Regions from separate parts of the Mus musculus genome. Here region 2 is linked to region 1. The links are chromatin contacts, called in public HiCAR-type maps. All regions are on one chromosome and are shown on one strand. The core of a region is the stretch at or near the end of the contact, and the rest is flanking DNA. Distances in the headings are between cores, read along the strand shown. Region 1 has its middle 110 kb from the start of Gm32727. Region 2 has its middle 34 kb from the start of Gm32780.

What was found. HiCAR-type assays count read pairs that join an accessible place to other places.
Region 2: a contact with region 1 is called in a HiCAR-type map of fibro-adipogenic progenitors, with 3 times the contacts expected there. The contact joins two enhancer-like sites. A contact is called at or near these places in 4 of 484 Hi-C or Micro-C datasets (bone marrow-derived macrophages, cortical neurons and embryonic fibroblasts) and 3 of 115 datasets of contacts at active chromatin or transcription factors (embryonic stem cells and fibro-adipogenic progenitors).

Annotation. Positions count from the first base shown.
Region 1 is chr5:75,866,696-75,873,908 of GRCm38.p6, reverse strand. No RefSeq gene overlaps it. Among named protein-coding and RNA genes, the nearest start is that of Gm32727, 110 kb to the left of the region's middle. Within about 2 kb of position 3,033, at least 12 of the 459 cell types and tissues checked have an H3K27ac peak or open chromatin away from gene starts, as enhancers often do. A contact at or near this core is called in fibro-adipogenic progenitors, where this site is marked.
Region 2 is chr5:76,073,582-76,080,794 of GRCm38.p6, reverse strand. No RefSeq gene overlaps it. Among named protein-coding and RNA genes, the nearest start is that of Gm32780, 34 kb to the right of the region's middle. Within about 2 kb of position 4,189, at least 22 of the 459 cell types and tissues checked have an H3K27ac peak or open chromatin away from gene starts, as enhancers often do. A contact at or near this core is called in fibro-adipogenic progenitors, where this site is marked.

The sequences.
Region 1 (7,213 bases), core at 1,784-4,283:
CCCCCCCCCCCGCTTCAGTAAGTATCTACTTAATTCATTCTCTGAACCCAGAGCTGTAGAGGGCCCTGCATATATGAGAGGGAGGGATGGCAGACATGGTCCCTGCCTCAGGGAAGCTCCTGTCTGATGGAAGAGATCAATGGCCCCAAACAATTCCCAGATACCAGTGAAGAAGTCTAGCCATTGAAGGGGCCCAACTGATCCCTCCCTTTGCAATTTTTCCCAAGTCTGCTCCTTCTTCCTGTACTGTGGCCATAGCCTTAGCCTGGCCTCTGTGGTCTCACTGCTGTGTGAGGCAGTCTACTGTGTCGTAGACTGTAAGTGATCATTACTCGCCGCCAGCACCTCTTGTGCATCTGTGTCTACGTGTCCTGTTCTTTCCATTATTCTTAGTTATCCTTGCAAATTCTACTATTACTTGAGATCCTGTGGGTGTGTGGTACCTTCCTTAGTGTGCACGTATGGTATGTGCATATATGTGACATATAATGTGTACACATTCCCAAATATGCATGTGATGTGTGTGTGTACGTGCATGTGGAGGCTGGAGGTGTCTGCCCTGTCTTCTTCAGTTGCTCTCCACCTCATTATTTACTTTGATGCAGAATCTCTCACTGACTCTGGAGCTCACTGGCTAGTGTGGCTGACCAGGTTGCCTCAGGGATTCGACTGTCTCTGCTCCTTGCATACTAGCATTACAGATGGGATACCACTATGTGTGGCCTTTGTGTAGGTACTGGGAATCCTAACCCAGGTCTTCATGTGTACACAGCACAAGCACTTTACTGACTGAGCTATCTCTCCACATCTGATGTTTTTGTTAAATCTGTGCTATCTCCAGCCAGAATGGGCCCCCAACCTTATCAGGAAGCATTATTCTTTGTCGGGGTCATTCTGTGGGCATCTATTATGTAGTGTGGTCATTTGTGTGCATTTTTCTCTTCTGTCAAGGTGTAAGTGACTGAAGGGCAAAGACTCAGTGGTCACCTGTCATTCCTCTAGATGTACCAGCATCTGACGTTCCTGCTCAGATGTTGAGATGAGCCCTCCTTGGAGAGCCAGATGCCCTCTTTTTGTAGAAGTCTGTAGATAGCTATACTTCTTCATTCCACATAGCTAGAGTGTGGACAGATGACTCACACTTCCAAAACCAATACATCAGCGGAAGTTTCAGGGTAGACGCTAACAGCACATAGCAACAAGAATGAGAGAGTAGGTCTCTAGAGAAGGTAACATGGGACTGAGGAAGGTCTAGTGGCTGCAGTCCTGATGTGCTCTCTTCCAGAGCCCCGGACAGGTCTCCTATCAGACTTGATCTGTGATGACTCTAGGTTTTGTTCCTGTGGACAATAGTCACATCTCTGTGGCATTCTGTGAGCTTCAACATATCATTTATGGATCTGTCTTCTGTTTACCTCAACAAGCTTCATCCATTTGTGTAGCCAGACACTCTGAACCAACTGATTTACTAACAATGGACATTTTATTTCTCAGTTCTTAAGGCTGGAAGCCCAACGTCAAGGCTGATAGCTGTGGTGTCTAGTTAGGGTTCTGCTCTGCCTCAGATTCCAGCATCATTAATGCCGACGGCATCTTCTGAAAGGAAGGAGTTCACATCTTCATACGACAGGCAGAAGGGACAGACAGGTCGAGTCTTCAGAAGGAGCTAATGTACACACTCACAAAGCAGATGGAGTTCTTATGGCCTCCTGCCCACTCCCAATTCTGTGGCTTGGGGGAACTATATTTTATGATGAACCTTGGAAGCACTTGAACATTCAACCCCTAATGTTCAAATGGACTGTTTTAGAATCCAGAGATGCATATGCCATACACACACACATATAAGCATATATGTAAAATATAAATACATACATAGAGTATATATGTATATACACATATAAATGTATGTTTAAGTATATATGCATATATAAAATATATAAAGCATATATACATATATAAAGTATAAAATATATGTATATATAAAGTATAAAATATATGTATATATAAAGTATACACACACACACACACACACACACATATACATATACTTCCTATGTATATTAAGTGAACAAATGTGCAAGAATTAATCCTAGCTATAAGAAGCTCTCTAATATTGACTTTCTCGATTGGTAAGTGGGCTAGTAACTCCTGTCTACAAAGAATATTGTACTGACTGAATGAAATCCAGTATGTTAATCAACAGCCAGTAAACTGCAGCTCGCACTGGTTGAAACAGGGATTTGATGGTGGCAATGACAATAAGGTGGTTTGTCCCCATTCTTGAAGCAAAAGAGAAGACCCTGGAGGAATTCTCTGGCAAGGACATAGGATCTAGACTTCTCATCTTGCTTCATATAGCTTATAAACATTGGTTGTCTTTTTGTTTCTCTGACATTGCACGCTTTTCACATGAGTTTGCCATCGGACTGGATGGCTGGTGCATGAGTATCCCACATCAGAGGCCGGGCTGCCTGCCTTTTGCAGTGTCAAGTCACTTTGGACAGTATTTGGAACAGCCTTCTAGAGCACCAAGAAAACTGAGGTTAGCATTCTTCTATCCAAGCAAAGAACTACAGCGCCCCCTACAGGAGAATCTGGGAACGTGAAGAAAGAAAGGTCGGGGAGAGGTCATGAAGAGAAAGCTGGAGTGGAGGCAAAGGCAGGGAGGAAACAGCTTCTGGCTGGACAGGGAGGAAGAGGAGCAGAGCATCACAGCTCAGAAGCTAACTCCTGGAAAGCAGTTGACAGGGACCGGTTGGGGGCCCCGTGTTTGCCTTGTACCTTTATCAAACACGTGATGGTAGCGTTCTCGTTCTCAGACCCAGGGCTCATGCTTCGGGTACGTTGTCACTCGTGATGGGTTTTCCTCGCATCACTTTTATTTTTTTTTCAAATACGTCATTGAAATATTATTTTGATGCTGAATTTCTCGGCGCCTCGCTTCTGATTCCCGTCTGTCCCCCAACCCTGTCCCTGCCCCTCCTTGTCGCCATCCCCCCACTATCTCCCTGTCCCTCCCCACCCCATCCCTGGCCTTATTCACACCAGATGGTGATTGGCAAACACTACCGTGTATGAGCTCATCCAGCCCTCACAGCAATCTAATAGCCCTAGCTCCGTTTTATAGTATCACAAATTGACCCACAGAAGGATTAAATCTCTGCCAAACTTCATGTTAATTGAAATATTAACCTGCTCAAGTTGAACGCAGGCCGTGTTCTTCTCACAAAACATAATTCGAGTCCAAGGCAATATACACAGAGACACTTTGGAGAATTGTGTGAGAGTCGACTAAAGTATATAAACAAAGATTACTTAAACAACCATCATTACTGGCATTTAGATCACAGAATGCTTAACACGGGAGGCTGTAAGGACGAGCAATGTTAAGTAATATTTGAGGGACTCCCTCCTTTAAAAGGTTGTGTTTGGTGTGTATGGTGGCGTGCACCTAGAAACACACCCCTCAGGAGGCTGAGGCAGGAAGATTGCCAAAGGTTTGAGGCCAGCCTGGGCTACAAGTTAGACCCCACGTCTTAGTTAGGGTCTCTATTGCAGTACCATGACCAAAAGCATCTTGGGGAGTAAAGGGTTTATTTCAGCTACACCTCCCAGACCATACTCAGTCCCCGAAGGCAGTCAGGGCAGGAATTCAAGGCAGGAATATGGATTCAGAGACTAAAGCAGGGGCCGAGGAGGAATACTGCTAACTAACTAACTTGTTGCTCAGGGCTTTCTTAGTCTGCTTTCTTAGACAACTCGAATGAAATTATCTGCCCAGGGTGGCAGCACTTACAGGGACCTGGGTGCTCCCACATCAATCAGTAATCAAGAAAAGACCCCAGAGACTTCTCTATAGGCCAGTCTTCTAGAGGCATTTTTCTCAGCTTCCAGATGAGAAGTTTATGTTTGTGTCAAATAGACACTTTGTCACAACAAAACAAAAAGGAAAAAAAAAGTATATTGGATGAAATGTTTTCATTTCTATGATTTCATATTTTCTGCTTCAAAGAAATGTCTGTCCCGACACATTCTTTATGCCATTGGCTATATTTTGACATGCAGTGTTCCAGTGTCTCTAAACACTCCTGTGCCCTCCTTCATCGTAGCAGCCCGTTTAAGTATTCATTTATCCCATAGTTAACCCCAGGACTTGGTTTCCCTTGGATACACACCATCAAAGCCATTTTTAATTAAATTTCTGAAAAGCTTGGCAGAGTAAGGGGGTCGGAGTGGGAGCATCTGACTGGCCAGGCAAGCTTTACTGGCATGTTAGCCATACACTGTGTGGAAAAATTGTTTTCATCATTTTATAAATACAGCACATTCTACTCCCCCATGATTATCTCCAGAGAAATTTCTGGAACCTAGAGGCTATAGCCTGGAAAGAATCAGAGTAGCCAGGCTCGAGCCACAGGTAGAAACACTCTTCCGAAGCCCCTAAGATGCAGGTTTTGACACCAGGTGAGGAGAAAGGTGTACTGGATTTTGTCTCAAAAGTACAGCCTTTTCCTTAGCAGGCTGGTGGATAAATGGTATGGAGGAGCCATGGGGGGGGGGGGCATTACCAGGTTTTTCATTCACATCCTTTATCTAGTCTGGTTCCAATGGGGCTCAGAGAGTGCATAATCTTATGCAGATTGGATGTGTGCAATTTTGCACATAGAACCCAGGGATCCACATTTGAGAAAGACAGGTAAAGGAAATGTCTCTCTAGAGAAATGGTTGTGTTAGTAATAGTCTCTGGGGACCTGGATTCAGGCCTTTAAAAGAAAAGCTTAATGTTCCCAAAGGAAAGCATCATACATCTTAAATCTTCCACAATGAGCTATTCATTATTCACTTATTCAACACATATGGATGATTCAAGCCATGTCCCAGCGGAGGGCAGTGTCATTGTCCTCTCAATGATTTCATCCTAAGGAAGGGACAAGCTGTGAGGAGGCAGGAAAGAGTCCCTTGTTCCTTGCTGAAGCCTTGTGATGTGCTTATTATACCTCCTCACTCTGAAGGACTCTGTCTAGTATCCTCTGTAGAGTTAGTGGTCGTGAGTTTCTTTAGCCTGCATTCACCCTTCAATTTCTCCTTCAATTACGGCAGATAGTTTTTCTGGGTATAACAGTCTTCTTGATTGTTCACTATTATAGTTCAGGATTTGAAGTACACAATTTCAAGTCTGACTGACTTTTAAATTTTCTATTGAGAAATCTGCTGTTATTCTAATGGATCTGGCTTTACATGCATTTCCTCTCTTGTTGGCTTCAATATACATTCTTTGTTCAATGTACTGAGTGGTTTAATTATCATGTGAACAAGGGTGTGCTCTTTTCTGGTCTTGTCTATTTTTTTGTGCTCAGTGCCTCCTTGCATCTACTTTGGCATCTCATTCCCTAATTTTTGGACATTTTCTCCTGGTTTATTTAAATGTTTTCTAAACCCTTAGAATGAAATAAAATTCTTCTCCCCAGGAAATCAAAATGTTTCTACACAGCAAAGAAAACAGTTTACCAAGTGACAAGACAGCCTGCAGAAGGGGAGAAAAATCTTTGCCAGTTAGACATCTGATCAAGGTTTGATATCTAAAACATACAAGGTTTCAAAGAATGCCACACCTTTTCTAGGTTTTCTAATAACTTCATACATGTAAAAATGGCATATGCTTAAATAGCCATGTTTAAAATAAGCATACTTTAAAATAAGGTGAATAGAAAGACTTAAGACTGAATAAATCATGAAAATGTAGACAACAAAATATATGGACTGGACAGAGGTGAGTGGTGTGAGCCATCACTGGAGCTTCATTGTCCAGCTCTGGCCTTGCTCCCTGGTCTAGAGGAGCCTTGAGGGAACCCAAGAGTGCCCTGCCTCCCTGTGGAAACCTTCAGGGGCCCCAAAACTAAGCAGCTTGAAACTGTGCCCAACTACCTCTCCTAGTTGGATCTGCCTACCACCACAGAGAGTCTGCCTGGGACAGCCAGCAGAGTCCTGCTGCTATCAGGATTATCCAGTCAACACCAGGGAAAACAAGATGCCTAAAAGATAGCATAAGAATGCAGTCAACAAGATACAGGGCAAAATGGCACCACCAGAGTCCAGCTATCCTGCTACAACAAACCCTGGATATCCTAATGAAACTGAACCACAAGAAGAGGATCTTAAATCCAAGCTTCTAAAGAGGACTTCAAAGAGGACATGAATAAATCTCTTAAGGAAATACAGGAGAACACATTTAAACAGGTAGATGTATTAAAAGAGGAAGCAAATAAGTATAAAGAAATATAGGAAAAAAACAAACAACCAAACAGGTGATGGATATGAATAAAATGGTCTAATACCTGAAAAGGGAAATGGAAGCAATGAAGAAAATACAAACTGAGGCAATTCTGGTGATAGAAACCTAGTGAAGAGAACTGGAAATATAGACACAAGCATCACCAACAGAATACAGGAGATGGAAGAGAGAATCTCAGCTCTAGAAGATATGATAGATGAACTCAATATATCAATCAAAGAAAATTAAACATCTAAAAAGTCCATGACACAAAACATCCAGGAAATCTGGCATACTTTGAAAAGACCAAACCTAAGAATAATAATAGAAGGAGGAAGGGGAGGAGGAGGAAGAGGAGGAAGAGGAGGAATTATTCCTGCTTTAAGGTCCAGAAAATATCTTCAACAAAATCAGAGAATAAAATTTCTCTAACCTAAACAAAGAGATGCTTATAAAGGTACAAGAAGTTTACAGAACAGATTGAGCCAGAAAAGAAAACCATCCCATCACATAATAATCAAAAGACTAAATATATATAACAATGAAAGAATATTAAAAGCTATAAGGGGAAAAGGCCAAGTAACATATAAATGAAGAATTACACCTGCTTTCTCATCTGAGACTCTAAAAGCTCCAAGGGCCTGAGCAGAGGTCTTGAAAAAACCTAAGAGACCATAGATGTCATCCCGGAGTACTATTCCCAGCAAAACTTTCAATCACCGTAGATAGAGAAAACAAGATATTCCATGACAAAACAAAATTCAAATAATACCTCTCCACTAACCCAGCCCTACAGAGAATAGTACAATAGTACAAGGAAAACTCCAGCCCAGTGAGACTAACTATACTAAAAAAAAAAAAAAAGTAAATAAAGTAAATAAAGAATTTCACACCATTAAAACCAATAGAAGAGAAACACACACACACATGCTTAACCAC
Region 2 (7,213 bases), core at 2,940-5,439, 210 kb before region 1:
TAGGGCTCACATGAGGCTGCCATACAAGCTGAGGCTTCACAGAAATGCATGATAACACCCAGGCAGACAACGCTGTACTATCACAGACATCATTTTCCATTGCCCTAAAAGTCCTCCGTTCTCTACCTAATCCTCTCTCCCTAGTCCTACTGACCACGGATACTTGCACGGTTTCCATAGTTACCCCTTTTGCAGATGTCGGGTTGCTGCTGGCAGGCGGCATATGCAGTCCTTTCCCAGTGTCTGTTTCAGTGAGTACACATTAATGTGTCCACCATGCTGTCACAGTCCATTCTTTCCATTGCTGAATAATATTCCATTGTCCACGTGTTTCATAATTCATCCACTCACCTACTCAGGAATAAAACACTGTAAGCCTCCAGGATCCGCAGAATGGCTGGGTCAGTAGGTAAACATATCTGAAAAATTCCACGGATTGCCAACAGTATTCTTCACAAGCCCGTATCAGTTGTTTATTTTATTTTATTTTTTTTAATTAAGAGGGTATTTTAAAGGAGGTGTTCCTTGGGCTACGTCACAAGTATTTGTCTAAGTGATGTGAATAGGATTAGGGAAAGGGAGAGAAGAAAGATACCAAGGAAAAGTGGTTGCTCACACCTACTGTTGGTGGGAATGAGTTAGCTAGCTGGTTAGAGTTAATTCCTATCTGACCAGGGCAGGGGCTTCCCAGGTGGCTTTTCTCTGGCTTGCTCTGCCCTGGGAATTTCCTCCTCCTGGGTCATTTGCAGAGGGTTCTGGTATCAAGCACCTGTATTGAGGGAGAGAGGAAAATCCACCGCCCCTTTATTAGTTGCCCATTGTTCCTCTTTGGCAGGGAAGCATCTGTGCCCAGCATTGCTGGTCCCCTACTAGGTTTCTGGTGAGCCTCACATCCATCCAATCACCGGAGCCCTACTGTCAGGCTCTGTGCCTCCACCCTGGACCCTGGGCGGAAACAGGATGTTAAGCCTCCAAGCTGGGAGGCCTGAGTTTGCTTATCTGTGGTGGTCAGTAAGGGAGACAGAAATGGTCTCTGTGACCTTCCTTCCTTGGCCTGTTTAAAGACCATGACCCCACTCCACTTTAGGGAGTTGGTGGACGAGTTACATCAGATCTGGGGAGAAACATGAAATGCTTGAATTCTTTCCAATTGCCGGCTTCTATAGCATCCAGCTAAATTCTCTTTCCCACTATTTAACAACTCTGGCTGATCTCATACTTTTCTGTGCTGCCCTGGTTACAAAAACTTCAGCCCATTTGAGCTTATGGTGTGAATCTAAGATTCAGTCTGAGTTTAATCTCCCCTTGGGAGGCAGGTCGCCCAGGAAACCCGTGGCTGGAATACCAGCTTTGCCTTTTGCTCTCTGCTCTGCCAATACAGCAGCTTGAGCTCGAGAGGGCCGTGAATGGCAGGTACTGGAGGTGGGAGTGGGAGAGAGGATTAATTGGCCCTGAAGTCCACCTCCTCCTGCCCAGGGCCTTTCTTAGTGGGGTGAGCAGTTCTTGGGGGTAGAACACATTTTGGAATAACATTTTTTTTCTGACTTCTCACCCAAACACGTCCTCTTTGCTCTCCCACTCTCTCGGGTTCCTTCTGGAGATGCCATTTTGCCTTAGCTGAGAACCAGAAAGAAAGGATGCAGACCTAAAGTTATGCATTTCAGGGACCCAGTTAGGAGCAAGGGGCATCTCCACTTGTTCTTCTGTTGGGCCCAGTTTCACCTGGTTCTCTCTGTTGCTGGGCAGGATAATTTGTCACATGGTGACAAGCCTAGAAGCCTAGAGAATACCATTCATTCTCCTCCGGAGCCTGCTATGGCTGCAGAACAATTTAAGAGAAAGAACTTGTGTGGGGCTCCTAGCTCGAGATGGTGTGAACTCGAATGCTTGTTAAGGGAGTGCATTTATCCATCTTCTCCCTAGGGATTCTCACCAAGGATTTTTGCCTCTGTAAATCTCCAGGAGAGCCACAGGCACCAGCAGTATACATGGCTACTAAACTCTATGGGATCAGGTCAAACTCTCTTATGAGGTGTCTTACCACCACTTGGGAATTCAGAGCATATACATCTACCCAAGGCTGAGATGACAGTTCCCCTTTTCTCTTTACACCCCAAAGTATTGTGCAAGCATGCCACCATTGGCTTCCTGAAGAGGGGGTCTCTCCCAAAAGACCCACAAGGTTGACTGCTTTCGATTCCAACTTTCTGTTTCTTCTCCATCTTTCTTTGATTATATTGAAAACCAGATGGATGGGGGCTGAGGAAAGGCACCCATAGGATGATGGTAGTAGACATAATTCTGTTAGTCTTCTAAAAGTCCTTAGAGTGGATCCTTTGTGAGGGCCCCCCTCAGGATGGTTTGGTCTTGTTTATCTCAGCCAGAATTAACTCCCGTTTCAGAAGAAGTTCTATTCTACCTCTTCCGGAGTGGAGAAAAGCTCTCTACACAGCCTAGGGGCTCGGGGTTATCTCCCTTGCTATAGGTCTGTTCCTTTTAATATCATGTCACAGGTCAAAAAGGAATGAATAGCAAGTGAGGAGAACAGACATGTAGAAGGAGCAAGGGAAGGAGAAATAGTATTTTCTGGTGTACAGAAAGGTTTGAAACACCATCAAGTGGAAGCAGGAAGCCATCTCTGAGACGGCCATGAAGGAAAGCAAGAAGAATAACACATAAAATGTGACCTTCCACCCACCCATCCAGTAGCAATTACTGCGTATGAAACTGAGAAAAACTCTGCCAAGGAAAAATAACAGTGTGTGATGCCTCATCCCTCCTTCCTGCCTTGCCCCCACATGGCTTGCCCTCTAAAGTAAAGAATTATTAGCACCATATTCCTGGACATAGCACCTCCTGGACAAAGAGCTGAGCATAGAGTAAACTCTGCCAGGGGGTGGAGTGGGTGGTGGTGTGATAACTAAGAGACTATAGCTTTAAACTTTAAATTAAATTAAAACATCTCTCAATCTAGAGGGTAGCTTTCATTCCATCACCGTGTAGACACTTCCGAGCTTGCTGTACCACCTCTGGTCAAGGTCTCTTACTGCCTGTGGTTTTGGAAAGTCAGAAGAAAGACTCCTTTGCCCATACAGTGTATGGAAGTGTTTCCCTTGTATTTTCTTCTGGTGGTTTTATAGTTTCAACTCTTATACTCACATACTAAATCACCGAGACTGGGAATCTCCTGACATACTTAACAAGCAATTTCATTTTTTCTTTGGTTTTTCCTTTGAAGAGGGGGTGAGGGGGTAAGGCTGAAGAGACAGCTCAGCTGTTAAGGTTAAGGGTGCTTGCTGCTTTTGTGGGGAAACCCTCAGATCCCAGTGCTCATGTTGAGTGGCTCACAATCACCTGTAATTCCAGCTTCAGGTTAGCTGATGCCCTTTCTGGCCTCCATGGGTACTTGCACACACACACACACACACACACACACACACACACACACACACACAGAGTGTGGGGAGAAGGGCAGGGAGATGGAGGAAAGAGTATAAATCTGTTTTTTTTAAGTGAAGCGAAAGGATGTTTTTGAAATTAGGTATGGGGACTTCAGAGACTATGTCTTGAATTAAATCCATTGTGATTTTATGTCAGTGACATGAATGGAGGCATAGGCACTGCGTTTTAGATACAGTTGTTTTTATTGCTCATGTGATGTCTGGATTCCAGGAAGGAGCATTCTGAGAAAGCATTACAGGAGACCTAGGTGTGGGTGTGGCAAGGCTTCTTAGACTCAGTCTGAACATCACAACCATCTAATTCTACCTGGGCCAGGGCACACAGGTACAGCCCGAGAGGATACACATGGTCTGATGTCCAGTAGTTAGGGATTTATCTTCGGATACTGATGGCACAGTCATTTCTATGAAGTATAAATATTTTTTTTGTGCACTCTGGGAAGAAGCAGGGTGGGGAAGGGGAGGGAGAGTTACAGAGAGCAAAAAAAAAGTGGGGGGGGGGTCCAGGGAGACCAATCAACATGTTACGCAAACTGCGCTGAGAGGGAGATCTAAAAAAAGCACACCCAGGCCCTAAACACTGAAACTTTGTCCTGGCTTCTCAACGTAAGTCCTGAAGAACTTTGCATCATCGTCCAACCCTAGCCAGCAGTCGTGTCCTCTCGAGTCCTCAAAGATTTCCTTTTTGCTTGCTTCACTGAGGCTAGTCCCAGGTCACATGAGTGTCTGGTCCACAGCTTGCCTGAGCTCCAAGCTGATAGCCAGAATTACTTAGAAGTTCTATGGGTGTGTCTGTTTGGATGTCCACCCCATCAGGTCCTAGGGAACTTCTCTCTCATGCATCGTCTGCCTTAAATAAACCACAGGAGAAATCTTGAGTAACAGTGGCATCGGCCCGAGAGAGAACAAATGAAATCCGGGAACCACTGAGTTTGAGGGTAGATTTCACACAGCTAGAGATAACTGGAATAGTCTTTCTGAGGCAAGAGGATAGGCTCATAGGTTCCCGGTGAGCAGTGGTACCCTGTAGCTAGACTCTGGAACTTTCTGGTCACATGAGCTCAATGGTGTGTTGAGAGGTATCTTCACCTGTGAGAAGGACACACAATCTCTCATCTGTGCAAGGATTCTTGTGAGACTTAAATGTGATGATCAGCAGCTTAGCCCTTTGTTTGGAGCCTGGTATTTGCTAAGCAGTGATTAAATGCTGGCTACAATGATCATTATTGAAATGAGTGGTTTAGTGAAATCAAGCTATGTGTCTCCTAAAAATATCAATTATTCCCATTCTTTTTTTTTTTTTTTTGATTTTGCTTTTCTCATTCTTTGACGAATCTTTATCTGCCAGGTCCTTGAAGTTGAGTCACACCGTTTGTGGTGGACTTGACTTGTTCTAAGTGTCACAGATTTCCATCTCAGGGCAGATTCTCCCGATGAGGTGCTTGTTTTGAGGAGTGAAGAAATACGACCCTCTATTCATCCATTTTGGTTTCTGCTTCAAATGCCCAGCCCGTGCTGTTTTTCCTCCAGTCTCCTCCTGGGAATTGGTTTTCCTTACTTAAAGGGCAGAGGGAAGAGAACAGGAAATTGATGCCTTAATAATGATGACAAGCATGAGGGTCACTGGGATGAAAATGAAAGCTGACCCCTCAGTTGTCCTCTGTGGTTTCTTAATGACTTGTTGTGGTTCAGGGTCCTCGGCCGCTTTTCATAAAAGGAAGCCAGACATGCGCCAGGGGTTGTTGAAAAGCCAGGCAGAATGGCGCGGTTCTGAAGAGCAAGCGCTTTCTTCCTGCTTTCTGGCTCTGACTATGTTAATGCCAGGACAGTGACCCAGACCAACTCCGCTCTCATCTCCTCCCAGTGCTCAGACTCCTCCTTAGATTTCAAGCTTCAACAACATGGCTGCAAAATGCTAGCTTTCCGAGAGACAATTATGTCTCGATAATTGTGGGCTTTTTCTTTTTCTTTTTTTGTCAGTCAGGATTGTGTGCTTGCTAGGCAAATGCAAGTCCTGTTTTGTTTCGTTTTGTTTGTTTGTTTTTGTTTTTTGAGGCACAGCCTTGCTATGCAGCTCCAGCTGCTGTGGACTGCCCTGGCCTTGGCTCTGGATTTCAGACAGTTTTTCTGTGCCTCGGACTGGGACAGGAGAGAGGGCCGGAGCTGGGTCTCTTACATTATTCTCTTATTTCCTTTGACTGCTTGGTTGTCTTTTTAAGGTGCTGGAGAGTTATCTAGTTTAGGTGATTGTTCTTCACATAAAAGAATTCTACAGCACAGTAATCGAGAAATAAACTTTGCCCTCAGACTCATTTGGGTGACACATTGTGAGTTAATTTAGAGTAGGAAAAAAAATTCTATGTTCGTATGGGATCTCAGTTATTAGGGATCAAGCCTGAAGCTGCTGCTTGTGGTAGGATTTGTTTCAGGATGTTTAACACTTCAGTATAGTGAACACATACTAACACACACATTCATATACACTAACACACACATTCACATATACTAACACAGATATTCACAAATACTAACACACACATTTATCACTAACAATTCACACACCATACTCAAACACACACACTCATATGTCTTCACACACACATGCAAAAACATACATTCACATACACCTTCAAGCACACACGTACAGTCACATATGTATATTCATATCACCACATACTCATGTACACACTCATGTGTGCTCGCACGCGCGTGCGCGCGCGCACACACACACACACACACACTTATACACACATACACACTTACACACACATACACACTTACAGACATACTTAGATACACATAAACTCACACACACATACTTAGGTACACACTCAGACACACTTTCATACACACACACTCACATGGTGACCCTCCACTCATTGGCATACATGTACACACACTCAAACACACTCAAGCACACATACCCACACACTGAGATGCCTACCAACACATGAACACACACATATAATCACCCCATACACAACACAAACACACATAAACTATACATTTAGGGACTGAGAGACACATAACTCACTCTCATTCCCTTATACCTAAACACTCCCACACAAACTCTCACACACCCAGACTGTCATACACACTCACCCACACACACTCAGATTCACACTCATACGCACACCTATATGCACCTGTATGCAAGTGTTCGCATACACCAACACATTCACGTATATACTCCCACAATACACATTCACACACACACTTGGACCTAGACACACAAGCACACACTGTCATAAGACACACACTCAGACTCACTGACATACACATTCTCAGACACTCACAATCAGACACACGCTTTACTCTGATGACCAGCACTCAGCCATGCACACATTCACACACCCATGTACACTTAATCTCACACTCCCAGGAGCACACATTCAGATACCCACCCACTTCTCACACACTTACATTTTCTCTTTCTCTCTTACACACACACACACACACACACACACACACACACACACACACACACACACACACTGCTTGATAGTGGAAGGGAAGACCTTTGTAAATCCTGATTGCTTAAACCCTTTTGTCCTTTTCTGTCTGCCAAGTGGAGGTCTTCCGGAAGTTCTGTTTGCCTATGTCTCAAAAGTCCAACAAGCTTCCTTTGCCTTTTCTCTCTCTCCTTCTGGGGATAAGGCTGTTCATCCTACGGGTTTACTTTCACATCTGAGAGAATGGGCCATGGAAGTCAAGTTTCTTGGACTGGAGCCTAGAATGAAGAGATCTCTGTT